4 separate regions of the Mus musculus genome follow, and all the other regions are linked to region 1. A link is a contact called in public Hi-C, HiCAR-type and promoter capture Hi-C data. All regions are on one chromosome and are shown on one strand. Each heading gives the region's core, a stretch centred on a gene start, on an enhancer-like site or on the middle of the called end of the contact. The rest is flanking DNA. Distances are from core to core; before and after follow the strand shown.

What was found. Promoter capture Hi-C pulls out the DNA fragments that hold promoters and counts their contacts. A called contact is a pair of places that touch in the nucleus more often than the background predicts. HiCAR-type assays count read pairs that join an accessible place to other places.
Region 2: a contact with region 1 is called in a HiCAR-type map of kidney, with 2.1 times the contacts expected there. The contact joins the enhancer-like site here to the promoter of 0610040J01Rik in region 1. A contact is called at or near these places in 4 of 39 promoter capture datasets (the C10 cell line, cranial neural crest and hippocampal neurons), 8 of 484 Hi-C or Micro-C datasets (B cells, cardiomyocytes, embryonic stem cells and 4 more), 1 of 115 datasets of contacts at active chromatin or transcription factors (kidney) and 1 of 9 other capture datasets (embryonic stem cells).
Region 3: a contact with region 1 is called in a Hi-C map of myocytes, with 5 times the contacts expected there. The contact joins the enhancer-like site here to the promoter of 0610040J01Rik in region 1. A contact is called at or near these places in 1 of 39 promoter capture datasets (the C10 cell line), 1 of 484 Hi-C or Micro-C datasets (myocytes) and 1 of 9 other capture datasets (embryonic stem cells).
Region 4: a promoter capture Hi-C map of embryonic stem cells shows a contact between it and region 1, with 12 read pairs. The contact joins the promoter of Tbc1d1 here to the promoter of 0610040J01Rik in region 1. A contact is called at or near these places in 11 of 39 promoter capture datasets (the C10 cell line, embryonic stem cells, hippocampal neurons and 4 more), 2 of 484 Hi-C or Micro-C datasets (both in embryonic stem cells), 5 of 115 datasets of contacts at active chromatin or transcription factors (embryonic stem cells, microglia, pancreatic cancer cells and 1 more) and 1 of 9 other capture datasets (liver).

Annotation. Positions count from the first base shown.
Region 1 is chr5:63,811,028-63,813,820 of GRCm38.p6, forward strand. 0610040J01Rik (RIKEN cDNA 0610040J01 gene) reads left to right here and starts at 1,468. Exons shown (of 4, transcript NM_029554.4): 1 at 1,468-1,568.
Region 2 is chr5:64,250,367-64,253,159 of GRCm38.p6, forward strand. All of the region lies in intron 2 of Tbc1d1 (TBC1 domain family, member 1), which reads left to right. Among named protein-coding and RNA genes, the nearest start is that of Gm46913, 4.5 kb to the left of the region's middle. Within about 2 kb of position 1,330, at least 20 of the 459 cell types and tissues checked have an H3K27ac peak or open chromatin away from gene starts, as enhancers often do. A contact at or near this core is called in kidney and liver, where this site is marked.
Region 3 is chr5:64,195,774-64,198,566 of GRCm38.p6, forward strand. All of the region lies in intron 2 of Tbc1d1 (TBC1 domain family, member 1), which reads left to right. Among named protein-coding and RNA genes, the nearest start is that of Tbc1d1, 37 kb to the left of the region's middle. Within about 2 kb of position 1,333, at least 74 of the 459 cell types and tissues checked have an H3K27ac peak or open chromatin away from gene starts, as enhancers often do. A contact at or near this core is called in myocytes, where this site is marked.
Region 4 is chr5:64,158,859-64,161,651 of GRCm38.p6, forward strand. Tbc1d1 (TBC1 domain family, member 1) reads left to right here and starts at 1,402. Exons shown (of 22, transcript NM_001310611.1): 1 at 1,402-1,647.

The DNA of each region.
Region 1 (2,793 bases), core at 218-2,717:
TCCACCAAGAACACGGAAGTAAATGAAATAGCTCTTGCATTCTAGAATTCCAGACTCAGCAGCAAAATAGGGAGAAAATAAGTTCCCTGTGTACCCGTGCAAGGGGTACCCTTGTGGCTGGAGCAGGAAATAGCCAAGGACTAGTGCCGCTCGGGAATTCCCAGGTGAGTGAACACGACCTTGGAGAACCTCTCCAGATACCTTCACACACACACATACACACACACACACACACACACACACACACACACACACACACACACACCGTTGATCTGAGAATTCCCATATATACCTCCCCCCACCCCAAAATATCTTTAAACATGGCAGGCAGCATTGGAAAGCTTTGGTGATATTGTAAACAACAATCAGATGCAATTGTGTATGTAGTTCTCAACAAAACAATTACTTTAAAAGAACTTTAAATACCCAAGAGTTAAAAGAAAACTAAAGGCATTATCAAGTTTCTTACCTTCCTCTCTTTACTACTACTGAGTTGAACCTCAAAGTTTCTCCCCACTGACTCTAAAAACCCAAAACAAATTCCAAAGTCTCTTTTTGATCCGAAAAACCTAATTCATATATAAATGGACCAGTATCCCATGGAATTTCTGACAAGGCTGGAAATTGAACCTGAGCATCATTTATTCTAACAAGAAATTTTTTTCTTCAAATCAATAAATGACATTCAACAACGTATGATTTCCCTCGTAAATCGACATTTGAAAGCACAAAGGTATTTTAGCACTAAAAAGGACAAAAAAACCACTGAGTGTTCTCCCATAGAGCGTGGCAAATGCCTGTGAAGACAGCGGGGATGTCCAACTCAAAACTCGCTGGAGAAAATTAGGTCTTTGGGAAGTTCTCTCAGTTGCTTCTCCCCGCATTGCCTTTTAATCCTCTCACTGCGAGCCTTGAGCATGGAGAGGAAAGAGAGGAAGCTAGATGGCGCAATTGCTCAACACATTTTCCTGGCTTCTGGAAATGCCAGCTCTCCACAGCTTCTGGGCCAGGTGGACCGAAGACCGAAATCTTAAACCGAATTTCAAGATTAAAGCACCGGTTCTCTACCCTTCGTAGGTAAAGTGTGTTGGGTGAAGTGTCCCATATCCTGACACTCCAAGGGAAGGGGTCTGAAACCGGGGTTCTTTCACGTGTCCCACTAATAGCCTTTGGGGCACAGGCAAGTTTGTAGCCCCTAGGAACGACCGTCACTGCAGCGTCTGAGCAGATTGTCTAGCCATCGGGCGGGCGACAAGCAATGTGCGCTCGATCTAGCAACTAATGCGGGCTGGCTCGCTGACCACTCACTCAAACATAGATCACCGGACGTCCCCTTGTCCCTGTCGCCTGCGCACGCGGGCCAAGGCGCAGGTAAAGGGTTACCCTTGCCTGGGAGGCTCGCCCGCTCCCCGTCCACGTGACGCGGCGGCCCAATGACCGCAGCCCGGGCTGAGGCTGCAGCGCGACAGGCTCCGGGCGTCGCTGACCCACTCGCGTGTCCCAGCGCGGACGCCCGAGGCCCACGAAGCCATGGGCGCCGCGACTCTGGAGCCGCCGCCCCGCCGCAGGTAAGTACGGTCCGGGACTGCGCCGGGCTCCTCCGGGAAGAGGGCTGGTCCTGGGCGGGAGTCCCGACTTTGCTTCTGGGCTCCCCTTCTCTCAAGGGGACGCGAGGAGGAACTATGAGGCAAGGCAATGGATGATTTGATGACTTCAGGAGAAGTCACGGAATTCAACCTAGGCATGCTAAGAGTGGCGACAAGAAACAGGTTTCCAAACTAAAGGCGCTGGTGCTGGTTGGGTAAAATGGTTTATTTTTAAACTCCCAATTCCTGAGCTCTCTGCTGTTCCTGGGAACTTAAACCTGGACAAATTGTAAGAGATCTTCCCATCTCCCTGTGTCCCGGGGTCACCATATTTACGCTTCTAGGGGGGTTTTATTGATTAAAACGGGAAAGGAATTTGATCGCCCCCGCCCTTCTTTGAAATGTCCTTGGGTTCTGGGGTTGGGTCTATGGCGATGGTGAGGGTGCATGAAGGGACAACGACGCTGTGGTGTTCCGCAAGAGCCTGGGACTAGGAAAGTGGGCGCCAAAGAGAGAGAGCTAAATGGTCGCAGGCTGTAAATATTTAATAGACAAATATCTACCAGGTCAATCGCCTGGGTCTTTGTAGCCTGGACAGCCCTGATGAGGTGAGATTATATATATATATATATATCACCAATGCAGAATTTTCCAGTAATACCAGGCAGATATCAGGGGGACTTTTACCCACTCCCAGAACCATAATTAACCTTAAATGCAAAACAAAATAATTCCATCTCCATCGACTCTGAATGTCTACTTTTCCATCCTGGTATAGACATTTGCGCGATGAATGTAGAGGAAGTGGGTGTTCCAGGAGTCACTTCTGTGCTGGTTTCTGCGAGAGTGTTTGTTGGTTGTGGCCTGTGGCTGATTGCCTTGGGTGGCTGTAACTCAGCTATGGTGAAGAATATCGCTGGAGAAAAGAAAGTCTTGGAACCGTGAATGGAAAAGAAGTGGGAGTAGTGGTTATTTTTTAAAGGCAGTTGGTTCTGTATTTGTTGAAGTTGTTTCCTCCCACATAATTTTCCAGTTAATACTATCTTAAGGAGGATACAATAGTATTTCCCTTATACTTGTCTAGTTGATACTATTTTTAGGAAGAAATAATAGTATCTCCCATATATGTTTCCAGTTACTACTGTAAAGAGGAGATGGTAGCTCTCCTCATCTAAGCACCAGTGCCTCTGAAACACCTTGCTAGCCT
Region 2 (2,793 bases), core at 80-2,579, 440 kb after region 1:
TTGGCTTAGCCTTGCACAGAGGAGACATTCCTATGATGGAAAAGCCTCACCTTAGGGTCTGATGAGGGACAACTGATAAAGACCTGGACCCAGCTGACATTAGGAAATGGCACAAGGGATGGGTCTCTTCTAAAGATGCAGATGTTAGGGCCCTGCCTCCCAACAGACAGCCCCCTTTAGACTCTGGCAACAGACATAAGGGTTAGGAGCACTGACCATTCTGGTGCACCGCCAACTTTGAGTTAAGAGTTGGTGTATTCAGTGGGAGGGGTTAGACTGAGGAGCCATGTTTTGTCCAGGTTATATTCAGCAAGCTGAAGAGTTCTAGCAGCACCAGTGCTGCCAACCAATGTCCCAGCTTGTCAGATTGTTTTAGAAACTGTACAGACTAATTTATTAACTTTGTGTGCTCTGTGTGAATATATGTTGGTATCATGTGTTTTTCTCTATTAACTCTCCTCCTTATTTTTTGAGACAAGGTCTCTTCACTTCAAACCTGGACCTTCTTATTTTGGCTAGGCAGGACAGCCAGTCAGACCCAGTCATAGGCACATGCTGCCATACCTGCTGTTTACACAGGAGTTGGGGGTCTGAACTCAGGTATGATTGTATAGTGAGCACGTTACCACTCAATTGTCTCCCCGTGACCCACACTTAACTTTACTGAGCCACCTGTAGCTACAGGGTTGTTGTTGTTGTTGTTTTTGGTTTTAGTTTTTTCGAGACAGGGTTTCTCTGTGTAGCCCTGGCTGTCCTGGAACTCACTTTGTAGATCAGGCTGGCCTCGAACTCAGAAATCCGCCTGCCTCTGCCTCCCAAGTGCTGGGATTAAAGGTGTGCGCCATCACGCCCAGCTGTAGCCACAGTTTTTTACCTCATAAATGGTACATTTTACTCTTCTTTTTCATAACTCCGACTTCTTAGGAGACAGCCATTAAAGTGTTTCTCAACTCTCGTTTATAAGTTTGTGGGGTGGTGTTGGCGTGGTGGACAGTTGCCGAGAACTTCCCTGACTTTTTTTTGTTTGTTTGTTTGTTTTATGACTCTGGGTTTTCTGTTTGTACATCTTCTGCATCTTCCTGGGATGTAGAAGCTACTGATAGAATTGGCCATTTCAAAACTAGGGACGCTGAGTTCTGTTTCTCTTTCACATGTGACAAAAGACAAAGGCGTTGGGGATAGAAAGATAAGGCAGCTGTAAGTGAGGGCACATGGCTCTGGGTTGGGGTGCACTCATTATCATTATCCCTGCCACATGCTTCTGGACAGCCAGCGAGCTTGCTTAGACTCGTTTGGGAGACGGACTGAGTCCTTTAGTTAATGCTAAGCACTGAGGTACTGATTAACCCAGGGAAGCTGGGACAGACAGGATGGCCCTAACATGGGATCACTCTCTGTGCTATGTATGCAGTTAGCTTTGTGTTCTGGTATCTAGCTAGAGATAACATATGTGCATCTTATTTCCCTGGCTGGGAGCCCCGTAGGGTCACAGGGAGTCGCTGGAGGAGGTGTATTCGGGCCTCTGTAGTTGAGTTTCATCCTGTGAGCCGAACTAGTACACATCACAAATGGTCATGTTTGTTATGTATGGAGAGTGGTGGCTGGTTTTGGTTTTCCCTGTTAAATAATATATTGAGAACTGAGAAGAGTTTTATTTGAAATTAAAGACATAGAGGGTGTGGTGAGGAAAAACTTGATTTAATGTAGATTTAATGTAGATTCTCCCTTATGATCAACAAACAATCACTAAACTAATTCTTATTATCAGCAGACTATTTTCTATTCTATTTTTTTAACAATATGAAACATTTCCTCTGAGGGACAAAGCTTTATTTCCTGCCCCCTTTTTTGCAGTTTCAAAGTGGTTTCCCTGTTATGTAATTGGGAAAGACATTATTGTTTTAAATAGAGCAGTAATGGCTTTTTTTTTTTAAATGATTTGTTTTCTTTTTTTTTTTTAAGATTTATTTATTTATTATATGTAATACACTGTAGCTGTCTTCAGACACTCCAGAAGAGGGAGTCAGATCTCGTTACGGATGGTTGTGAGCCACCATGTGGTTGCTGGGATTTGAACTCCTGACCTTCGGAAGAGCAGTCGGGTGCTCTTACACACTGAGCCATCTCACCAGCCCTTTTTTTTTTTTTTTTTTAACTAACTTTTAGCTGCGCTTATTTTATGCTGGATTTACTTCAGTGGTGTAAGTTTTTGTTTCTTCTGGGGTGTCTTTGTCTCTTCCTTCTGTGCAGCCTCCTCTTCTAGCTTTGGAGGAGTTTATTCCTTTCCAGGGAGGACCATCTCTGTGGCAGGGCAACTCGCGTGTGGGTTACTCTGTCCCTGGGCTCTGAGTTCATCGGAGTGTCTCAGGTGCCTGTTCACTTCAAGTAAATCCTTCAGGCCAGCAGTACTTACTTAGGCGCGTACAGCAGAAATTCGGCAACCCTGTGACCAGCCCCACTGAGCGCACCTGCTGTTATCCCACTGGAATGACACATTGCTTCTTCTTCTTCTTTTTTTTTTTTTTTTTTTTTTTTTTTTTGGTTTTTCGAGACAGGGTTTCTCTGTGTAGCCCTGGCTATCCTGGAACTCACTCTGTAGACCAGGCTGGCCTTGAACTCAGAAATCCGCCTGCCTCTCCCTCCCGAGTGCTGGGATTAAAGGCGTGTGCCACCACACCCCCCGGCTTGACACATTGCTTCTTTAAAGTGACTTTGTTCAGTTACTTGGTAGCTTTTTGGACATATATACCATTCATAGCCTGGGTAGTTTTGTGAGTGTTCATAAAGTGAACA
Region 3 (2,793 bases), core at 83-2,582, 380 kb after region 1:
GCATATGTGTATGTGTGTGTTTGTGCTTGTGTGTATGTGGAGTATGGGTGTGTGTGGTGTGTGTTTGTATGTGTGGTGTGTGTGTGTGTTTGTGTGTGCTTGTGTGTATGTGGAGTGTGTGTGTGTATGTGTGTGGTGTGTGTTTGTGTGTGTGGTGTATGTGTGTGTGTGGTGTGTTTATGTAAGACAAGGACTCTTGTAACTCTGGCTATCCTTGACCTTGTTGTATAGTAAGGGTAACTTTGAACTCCATATCTTCCTGTTCCCCCTCCTACCTTCTGGGATTCCAGACCTTGCCACGATGCCTAAAAAACCCACAGATCTTTCTTGCTGTGGCTGTGTTCCTTGGCAGCTAGAAAGACATTTAAAATGTAAGTTTAACCATCAGTAAACTGAGGGCACCACAGATTCCATTAGATAGACTATAAGGACAAAAGAGAAGATCTGTGCTGAGTATTTGGCATCTGCCCTACATCCAGCAAGCTGTGACCATGCCCAGCATGGTGAATGGTGAGCACTCTGAAGACAAGATTGGCATGATCTTGGCATCTGTGTGGATTACACCATGGGAGGCTGCCTTACCATGCTTCACTGGGGTGGCTTGTCTGTGAGGTCTGCCAAGTCTCTGAGAACTGGGTCTAAGCCAAGAGACATGTCATAGTCTTTTGAGGGATTTTCTTTTAACCTGTTTAGTTATTTATTATTTATGTATGTGTGTACTTTCAGAGGCCAGAAAAGGGCATCAGATCCCTACCCTACCCCACCCTGCCCAGCTAGAGTTACTGGCAGTTGTGAGTCACCCAACCTAACATGGGTACTTGGTACTGAACCCTTGACCTCTGGAGGAAGAGTATGTACTCTTAACTGTTGAGCCATCTCTCCAGCTCTTTAGACACAATTTATTATTTGACTTTGAGTTTCTGTGTAGGCTTATTAGTCTTGAAAAACTATGTTTCAACAGACCACACATGACCAGTCCTGATCTTTGACGCAGGGCCAAAAATGTCTCAGAAGCCTGGCAAGTGGGGCACACAGAGCATACTGAAAGCCAGCAAGGCCCCCTGTACTGCATGTGTTCTGTGTAAATGAAGACACTCAGAAGACCAGTTGGTTTTGACCTCTGGATCCAATGGATAGAACCACTGGACAGGCAATGTCGGCTGTGGGTACACCATGCGTTGTGGTTCTGTGTACTGGGGCTGCAGGGCTGGCCTGTGGTTAGATGAGAATCCAGACTGCTGGAATCTAGAAATGTCAGCTGGCTAGGCAGCTGTCTGTCCAGGAGCAAGGTCAGACATACAGGATGAGTCAGGATGGGTTTGGACGACACTAGTGTAGGATGTTCAGAGGCTAGTCCAGGCTGCCTGTCACAGGGATAGGTCAGGACTGAGAACAAGGCTAGCCAGAGCTGTGTCCAAGAACCAGAGTGGAAACTAGAGAGAGAGAGAGAGAGAGAGAGAGAGAAAGCCAAAGGCCACAGCAGGGCGGGGCAGAGAGGGACGGGGGAAGAGGAATGTTTTCTTTGCTTGCTAACTGGTCAGGAAGTCTGTATCAAGAAAAGGGAGACGAGGGCGCAGAAGACGGGTTTCCTTTCTGTAGGACAGAACCTGGCGAGCAGAGGGCAGTCTGACCCAGGGTAACTTGCAGTTTCTGTGGGGAGGAGTTCAGGGTAAGAGGGGGTCACCTGTGCTACTTCCCCAGGGTCCTGTCACATGGACATTTCTCCCTCTCATCCTCATATAGACTCAACTGTGCCGCAGAAATAAATGAACCCCGAAGCTCAGTGGTTAGCACAAGGATCCTCTAGTTGCTGCTCCGGGGCCTGTGTGCTCTGAGTTGACGATAGCCAAGAGTCTTTGTTCTGAGGCCCCAAGCTGCCTCTCTCTTATGTTCTGTTGTGACCTCTGCTATAGTGCAGAAGAAAAGACTGGGAAAGTTCCCTTACTTCACTCTAACCCCACACTGTATTTCTTTTTTTTTTTAATTTAGTTTAATTTTTTATTTTTTGAACATTAGTGTTTTATCTGCACATATGTCTATGTGGAGGTGTTAGGTCCCCTGGAACTAGAGTTACAGACAGTTGTAAACTGCCACATGGGTGCTAGAAATTGAACCCTGGTCTCCTGGAAGAGCAGTCAATGCTCTTAACCCCCGGATCCCTCTCTCCAGCTCCCAACACTGTATTTCTTATCTAGACTTTTTGGGCAAGTTCCTTAACAGTCTCCACATTTCCACCCTTGTCTTCCCCAGGTCTAAGGCAGCCAGCTCCAGGCATGACCATCATTGCCGCAGATCTGGTGATGTGCCCTTCTGCTGCCCTCTCCACTTATGGTCTAGCATAGCTCTGCCCTTCAGAGAACAAGCCATGGAGACTTAGTAAGATTTTCTCGGCCTTCTGAGTCTCATTTTGCCAGTTGCCCTACCTCTCCCAGTTGCTTACATCTCATATCCCCTTATCCTAGGCCCACGTCATCCTCTTTCTCTAGTCTATAACATTCCATGGCCTCTCTTAGTTCTAGAGCATCCCAGATTCCCTTTGTTCCTGTGACCTAGACCGCTCAGTACCCTCCCTGTTTGGCTACCTTTAACTTAACTTGCCATTTCTAAGCTTGCATGCCACTTTCCCAGAAAGCCTCTCTTGCATAAATTTGCAAGGAAAATCATAGGCTTCAGTAGACTGTAATCTTCAAGAGAGGGATTTCCATCTTGCTCCCTGAATGACCCACACACTTAGAACTGTCCTTAACACATAACAGTTAACACATAACTTCCTTGTATGAGTGAATGAATGAA
Region 4 (2,793 bases), core at 152-2,651, 350 kb after region 1:
TGGCATGTCGCTTGTCTTGACGTGGTGACCTTCTGGAAGTAGCCATGGTCTGTAGGCCACAGAGCGGGAAGGACAACTTAACAATGGGGTTGAAGATAAAAGCATGAAACAGTGATAGTATGATGCTGAAGACGATAGAGTTTAGCTGGATAACCTGATCTTTTCCTGCGGAGCATTTTCCACGAACCAATCAACACTCTTTTCCTTAGACTATTCCTGGCTATATCTATTCTCATTCATTCTCTCTCTCTCTCTCTCTCTCTCTCTCTCTCTCTCTCTCTCTCTCTCTCTCTCTCTCTCTCTCGATCTGAAACTAGGAAGACAAACTATGGTGTAATAAAGAATGAACTAACCCCACATGGCAGCTACGGAGGGCTCTAGATACAATCCAAGCCACGTGCACCGCTCACTTTTCTTGGATCCCTTCTGCTCTTTGGAGTGAGTCTGCCTCTTTAACTTGCGGGAATGGTGCTTTGAGAGGTTTCTGTGGCTCTCTGGCGTGCACACAGACGCGCAGTGCGTGCGTGTGTGTGCTCCGCACGCAGAGAGGGAAAAAGCGCGCGGTCCGGGCTCTGCGTCACTCCCCGCACCTGGCCAGAGATGGGTTTAGTAGAGGCTAATCCGCGGAGGGCACTTCATCCCGGGTGTTTCTCTGAGTCCCCGATTTTGCTGCCTGGAGTGCCAGCGTCCCATCCTGCTTCGGTTCCTGGTTCCCCCCACCAGCCCCCATCCTGCCATTCGACCCCAATGCAAGAAGGATGAGGCGGGGGAAGGGCTGGTGGCTGGGTGGCCTGCGGGTACGCTGCGCAGTGATCTCCGGGTCCGTTTCGGAGGGTGCGTGCAGAGAAGCAGGATCCCTCAGGGAGCGCGGGCTCCGCTGCCACCTGCTGAGAACCTCGCACGCCAAAACAGCCTCGGGCAGGGCTACCTGCTATAAATAAGCGGTCAAGAGCCCGGTGTGTGACCACACATCCCGCCGGGAGGGCCATAATCACTTGTGAGCACGCAGGGAATATTCCGGGCCAGGACTTCGCGCTGAGGCTGGATGGGGTGGCGATGCTTGCACCTTCCCCGAGCTCTCGTGGGGTGGCGCCTGGTGGCCCCTGGGCGGGCTGAGGATGGACCGCTGGGGAGCGAGGGGAGGGAGGCCGCGGAGGACCCGCACTGCAGCAGCTGTTGCTCGCCTGTGACTCGCCAGTCTGGGCCGAGTCGCCTAGCCAGAGTCGCTTGGTGCGGAGGGGAAGGGAGGGCATCTACTCCTGTTCTTGGCTCCCGGGGGACTCACTAGGGAGATTCCGGCTGCTGTCCCCCTCCCCCGCCTCTGCTTTCCCCAGCGCTCGCCCAGCCCGGGAGGAGGAAACGCGAGCGAGCCGCGCGCAGACACCTCCTCCTCCTCCTCAGCTGCTGTCGCCGCCGCCGGCCACACCGCGGTGCCTGTTGCTGCAAGCCACCTCGGACCGACCGTCTCTTCAACCCGCAAGAGAAGCAGAGACTGTGGAGTGGACCCCCACCCCAGCAGCGTGGGGCGGCAAGAGCACAGCCAGCTGAGGACCATGGACGCCCCGCCCGCCCAGGCCATCTTCTGGGTGCCCGGGAGCACCTGCGCGCCCTAGCTCAGCCCGGAGTTCTGAGCGTGCCACCTCACTGGTAGGTTCCACCTTGGGTCCTTAGGGTGCGGGGCAACCCTCCACTTCCAGCATGCCCCTGAGCTCCCTTGCTGCAGAGAAGGCGCGGTCCCGCCACCCAAGGGCGTTGCTGCCGGGTCTCTTGGGGTGCTCTGGTGGGGGAGGGGGAAGAGGCGGGATTTCAGAGCTACCTTGTTGTCCTCTGCTTGGGGGTGGGGGGGGGGGGGAGAAACCTTGATGCTTTCTGCGCTGCGACGAAGGTGCTCAGGTCCCCTGCTCCTCCTCCTTGCATATCCCGCCCCACTCCCTCCCGCCAAATATCACCGGGGCACAAGTGTTTGTAAGGCATCCAGCTCGGACGAGGCCGGTCAGAGTGACCCCAGGCCGCCTTTTGAAAGTTCAGGGTACTTTGCAGCGGTAACTTTGGCAGCTTCTCGGTGCACGCAACATTTCTTTCTATGGGCACATCCTGTGCTGGTCATTTTGAAACCCGGCTTGATTGTTTCCTAGCAGCTTCCGGGTTGCTACGTGAGTAAGAGGCTCACTCTAACTTCACAGGTTGCTGTTCTCTTCTTTTCTAAAAGATGTGTCGTTCTGTTTGAACCCCACCTAGGTGTGGCGTTCCTGGTTGTGATTTTATTTTAAATGCCTTGTTCTCCGGAAGTTGCTTAAAAAGGAAAAGAAATTGAAAGTGATGAGTGTTTCTCTCAGCAAACATCTTCAGCGCCCTGGTACTGATGATGGCAGGCATTCACCTCCTACGTACAACCCTCCTTCGTCCTCTTAGTGGCTGCAAGCCGTTCTTCTATTTAGAGCCAGGTGTTAGAAGGGAATTTTTGAATGACCTAATTTAAATGGGTCACACCCAGGAAGCTCAGCTGTCTCTACAAGTCTAAACTTCTAAACTTTTTGCGTTGCACCTCCATGGGCAAAGATCCCTTTTAAGACCCCCTCGATGTGAAGTGGGATTCCCATGAGTTGGAGAATGGCCACACTTAGGCTTTATTGTTTGTGGAGCCTGCTCAAGGTGGGAGGGGTGGGATGGGAGAAGGAGAGGGCAGCTGTACCCAAAGGTAGGAATGTATCACTTTTCAGGGTCTCACTACCTTGCCTGAGAGCTCGCTGAGGCTAGCGAGTTCTTTTCTCTTTTCTCAGCATTCACGGTGCC